Regions from separate parts of the Sus scrofa genome. Here region 1 is linked to region 2. A link is a contact called in public Hi-C data. All regions are on one chromosome and are shown on one strand. Each heading gives the region's core, a stretch centred on a gene start, on an enhancer-like site or on the middle of the called end of the contact. The rest is flanking DNA. Distances are from core to core; before and after follow the strand shown.

What was found. Hi-C and Micro-C count contacts between places; a contact is called where the count stands out from the background.
Region 1: a Hi-C map of liver shows a contact between it and region 2, with 11 times the contacts expected there. The contact joins two enhancer-like sites. A contact is called at or near these places in 5 of 47 Hi-C or Micro-C datasets (embryonic fibroblasts, fetal liver, fetal skeletal muscle and 2 more) and 1 of 2 datasets of contacts at active chromatin or transcription factors (alveolar macrophages).

The regions. Positions count from the first base shown.
Region 1 is chr8:30,172,966-30,175,665 of Sscrofa11.1, reverse strand. All of the region lies in intron 1 of TLR6 (toll like receptor 6), which reads left to right. Among named protein-coding and RNA genes, the nearest start is that of TLR6, 6.3 kb to the left of the region's middle. Within about 2 kb of position 1,400, at least 19 of the 83 cell types and tissues checked have an H3K27ac peak or open chromatin away from gene starts, as enhancers often do. A contact at or near this core is called in alveolar macrophages, fetal liver and liver, where this site is marked.
Region 2 is chr8:29,261,389-29,264,088 of Sscrofa11.1, reverse strand. No RefSeq gene overlaps it. Among named protein-coding and RNA genes, the nearest start is that of PGM2, 45 kb to the left of the region's middle. Within about 2 kb of position 1,323, at least 22 of the 83 cell types and tissues checked have an H3K27ac peak or open chromatin away from gene starts, as enhancers often do. A contact at or near this core is called in alveolar macrophages, fetal liver and liver, where this site is marked.

The DNA.
Region 1 (2,700 bases), core at 151-2,650, 910 kb before region 2:
TGGGTTTAAGTCAAGGTGTTGGCCAGGCTGCATTGCTTCTGGAGGCTCTTGAGGAGAATCTGCTTACTTACTTTTTGAGCTTTAAGAGGCCACCTACATTCCTTGGCTCATGGCCATCTTCTTCAAGGAAGGTTAAGTCTTTCTCGAATCTCATCACTCTGACCTCTTCTGTCTTCATCTTCCACTTTTAGGGACACTTGTGATTACATTAGACCAACCTGAATAATTTTAAGGTCAGCTGATTAGCAACCTTAATACCATCTGCAACTTTAATTCCCTTTTTCCATGTTACAGCATTTTACAAATTCTGGGATTAGGAAGTAGACATCTCTGGGAGGCTAGTATTCTGTTTATCATAGTCCAAATCTGCTTGTGGATTGCAGAGACTTCTCTTGGTTTCAGTTCCCCTAAAGGCTTAGCTTCCTGCTTTTCAGTGTGTGTGTGTGTTTCATCATTTTGGGGATTTAGAGCAAGAGGAGGAGGATGGAGCATGAGCATATCACCCTGCTGACTCATAATTTTTAATATTTGTATTTTAAAATGTGATTTTTTTTTTCTCTTTCATAGCCACACCTGCAGCATATTGAAATTCCCAGGCCAGGGGTCGAACTGGAGCCACAGCTGGCAGCTTTTGTCACAGCTGTGGAAACACCAGATCCTACACCACAGCTTGCAGCAATGCTGGATCCTTAACCCAATGAGCGAGGTCAGGGATCAAGCCTGAGTCCTCACAGATACTATGTCATGTTCTTTACCTACTGAGCTACAATGGGAACTCCTGAAAATGTGATTTTTTTTTTTTTTTGATCCGGAATATATTTAGAAAAAATTTTAAAGGTAATTTTAAAAGTTTTATTTTGCGAATACTCATTTTGGCTCAGTGGTAATGAATCCAACTATTATCTGTGAGGACTCAGGTTTGATCCCTGGCTTGGCTCAGTGAGTGGGTTGAGGATCTGGCATTGCCACTGGTGCCATAAAGATGGTACTGGAGTCCAGGTTCTTGTTCACAGTAGTTGAAGAATGAACTCAATGAACACACAGGCAGCAAGCAAGCAAGTTTTTATTACAGGAAAGCAGATAGCTCCCAGGGTTATTGGGAGGGGGAAGAAGAGCCGCCCTTCTCTATTGCCCTATAGGGGTTTGGGGGAGCTATTCCTCCAGGTGTTGTGGGTGTGGCCCTAAAAAAAAAAAAAGAAAAGAAATAGAAATAGAAGTATTCCTTTAACAATTTCTGCTTTGGGGTGTTTATTTAAACATTTATTTACCTAAGAAACAATCAATTTTAGTAAATATTCCATGAATGTTTATTTTTTGCTTCTTGATCTATGACCCAGAGAAATACATTGAATACTTTCATGTTATGGCAGCTGCTCAGCAGCTCTGCGTCACAGCGTATCAGCTCTGGCGACAGCCCTGTGGCTGTCGTGTCCCAGCTCCAGCAGCTCTGTGGCTGCAGTGGATCAGCTCTTTTACGGGGCGAGAAACCCAGCGAGTACTCAGAGAGTTGGAGACTTCAGGTTTATTTTGCCGGCGGGCTCAGAGGAGATGGCTCTCCGGAGTCTGAGCCCCGAAGAAGGGTTTCACAAGGTTTTTATGGGCTACCTCTTCCGGGTCCGTGCTTGGCTGGTCGGACCGGAGTGAGGTCAGGCGAGGGAGTAGGTGCGGAAACAAGTTCACAGAAGCAGATGTGTGGGGAGGGTGGTTAGGGGCAGTTGGCTGGACTTTGCTTAGTCACCGTGGCCGGGATCTCTCCTTTCTACCTTTTTATCGGGACATTTTCTCCTACATTCACTGTCAATGTATCCTTGTATTTTCAGCATGATTACCTTGTAAATTTGACGCAATGTTATTTATTGCCTAAGTGTTCCTCTATGTTATATGTTCATTGTAGGCTATTTGTTTTAACAGATGACTTTATACTATGAGTATAAAATAGTAGTTTCTCTTAGTCTCATTGCTCAACCCTCTAACACTTTGACCTAATGGAGTATGATATATACAAACTGCAATTTCTGATGAATGTACTTGCTAGTGTTCTTACCATTTACAAATACTGTTGCATGGCTTACACCACTCAGAATGCAATGTGCCGCCTCAAGTCCCTCCCTACCTCTTGCCCAGTTCTTTGTATTTTTCAGTTTTATTGAGATATAATTGGCATATAACATTGTGCAGGTTTAAGGTCTACAACGTGACGATTTAACACACATATGTATTGCAAAGACATTACCACGATAAGGTTAGTTACCCATATCCATCACTTGACATAATTTCCTTTTAGTGTGGGTGGGGGGGTAATACTTATGATCTACTCTCTTAACAACTTTCAAGTATATTATACAGTATGGTTAACTATAGGCACTGTGGAAAGTAACATAATATCTTTTCTATCAAAGGAAATCTCCCATTACTCCATTTTGCAGCCCCTCCTCTTCCCTCTTCTCCCAGTAACAGTTTGTTTCAAATTAGCCAACCGGGAAGAATGTCGCCCTGACGTGACCAATGGGAAGGGGACAGGTACATCACCTGCGTTAGGGATAATGTCTTTTCTGTGCGTGCGCTTTTTGAGTACCCGCGCCCTTCTGCAGAAGTAAAGAGCCTTGTCGAGATCTCCCCATGTTCATGTGTCTTATTTTCCGACGCTGACGATCCGAGCCATCTCCCCAACAGCACCAGGCTGCACAGTAGATCCCCAGA
Region 2 (2,700 bases), core at 74-2,573:
GTCCAGAAGCAGTCATGAAAGAACCTACAAAGGAAGTTTCTAGAAGCTGTGGAGAAAGAGGACAGAGTGAAAAGCAGGTCATTTAATTATATTTTCCTTTGCCTTTGTTTCTCCTCCTTACTTATTCTCTTCATGAGCTGCTGTTACCGTGGAAAGGCTCTTGTCTCATCACAGAAGGAATCAGAAACTAGAAGGAAATTGAGAAGGCAAAGTGAGGATTTATTTAAGTGAGAAACAAGCCTCCAGAGGGAAGGCAGGCAGACAGGTGAGCAGTTGCCCTGCGTTTCTTTAGCAAGTGGGTTAGGAGGGGCATACAAATGAAGGGGCGGAGTATTCACTGGGGATCCTATACCCTGATTTTCTTTTTTTTAATTTAAAATGATTTTTATTTTCTCCATTATGGCTAGTTTACAGTGTTCTGTCAATTTTGTACTGTACAGCAGGGTGACCCAGTCACACATACATCTATACAGTCTCTTTCTCACATTATGCTCCTTCATGCCCCATCATAAGTGACCAGATAAAGTTCCCAGTGCTATACAGCAGGATCTCATTGCTCATCCATTCCCAGGGCAACAGTTTGCATCTATTAACCCCAAATTCCCAGTCCGTCCCACTCCCTCCCCTTCCCCCTTGTCATTTATCCAGATTTTCATTCCAGCTCCACCTTCCTGAAGGGGGGAGGGATTTTTGTCCTTATTTAACTTTGATTGGAAGTGTCCTGAGCCTTGGTCCTTAATGGAATTTTTTTATCTGTAAGGCTAATTTTATTGCAATGAGGAAGTAACGAGCAACAGGTTACATTTGAATGCTGGAGATTCCTGCCTTTTCCAACCTTTCTTTTTCTGCCTCCAGGACACTTACCACCTCAAATGTGTGGTTTCCAGTCAGTTCCTGCTTTTCTTTTTCTGCCATGAGACACCCCCCAATCCCTCACCCCTCCTTCTTTTTGCTGCCCTGGGACCCCCTGCTGTTTGCAAGATGCGTGGTTTCCTGCCAGTTGGCCTTTGGCCTCTGTTTCTCTGTTCACACCTACCTCTCTGCCTGCTGTAACACTGCCACAAAACTGTGGGAGGAGCAAAATCTCATCACCTTAAAATCCATCTAGATGGGACATGGTGGAGGGATTGAAATTACTATTTTTCTCTTTTGGCAGAAAATAAAAGCACCCAGGATAATCCAGGTGTGGAGGGCTGGTGTACATATGGAAGAGATCATAAAGCTCTAGAGTTTGTTTATATGGACATCTAAGTGCGTGGGAATCAGTGCAGAGTTTTGTTTTCTTTTTCTTTAGTTCAACCTGACGAATGGTCTTCCGAAGTGACCTCACCACATTTGCATAGTGCAAACTCTTCCTCTGATCAAGGTGCACGTCTCCATGGATGGGGTTGTGGGGAGACCACGAAGGACAGAGCAGTTCTTGTGGACCCAGTCGATGGTGTGGATAACATCTTTAGGAGGTTATAAAAGGTCATAACAAAACAATCATGCATTCTGACAGGGGTAAGCTGTAGGAGAAACTGTCCCAATAAGAAGGAAGAAAGGAGAGACCTCAGCCATGATGACTAAGCAAAGTCCAGCCAACTGCCCCTAACCACCCTCCCCCACACATCTGCTTCTGTGAACTTGTTTCCACACCTACTCCCTCGCCTGACCTCACTCCGGTCCAACCAGCCAAGCACGGACCCGGAAGAGGTAGCCCATAAAAGCCTTGTGAAACCCTTCTTCGGGGCTCAGACTCCGGAGAGCCATCTCCTCTGAGCCCGCCGGCAAAATAAACCTGAAGTCTCCAACTCTCCGAGTACTCGCTGGGTTTCTCGCCCCGTAAAAGAGCTGATCCACTGCAGCCACAGAGCTGCTGGAGCTGGGACACTACAGCCACAGGGCTGTCGCCAGAGCTGATAACGCTGCAGCACAGGGCTGCTGGGCAGCTGCTGTAACAAAACAACCATCCTCCCAGCCTTGAATCCCCTAATAAGGTTTCTAGGAGGCGCTGGTTCATCATTACCCTTTGAGAAAGGGTAGAATGGCATGTCTCCTCAGGGCAGCTTTTTCTTCTGGCAGCAATAATTGTTTAGTTCATTATTTGTATTCATTCAGACTCATTGACCTTCACATTATTTATCTATTTTTTTAATTTTTTTTTGGGGGGTCTTTTTAGGGTCGCACCCGAGGCATATGGAGGTTCCCAGGCTAGGGGTCCAATCGGAGCTGTAGCCGCCGGTCTACGCCTCAGTTACAGCAACAGGGGATCTGAGCCACATCTGCGACCTACACCACAGCTCATGGCAACGCGGGATCCTTAACCCACTGAGTGAGGCCAGGGATCAAACAGGCAACGTCTTGGTTACTAGTCCAAGACAATGGTTTGTTAACCATTGAGCCAACCTTCACATATTTTTAAACAAAAGAAACATTTTCAAATGGAGATCCGTCATGATTTTCTGTTTTTTTTTTTTTTTTTCTTCAGGGCCACACCTGCAGCATACAGAAGTTCCCAGGCTAGGGATCAAATCAGAGCTGCAGCTGCCAGCCTACACCACAGCCACAGCATCTCAGGATCCGAGCCATGTCTTCAAACCTACACCATAGCTCACAGCAATGGCAGATCCCCAACTCACAGAGCAAGGCCAAGGATTGAACCCATGTCCTCATGGATGCTAGTAGGGTTCATTACCACTGAGCCGCAATGGGAACTCC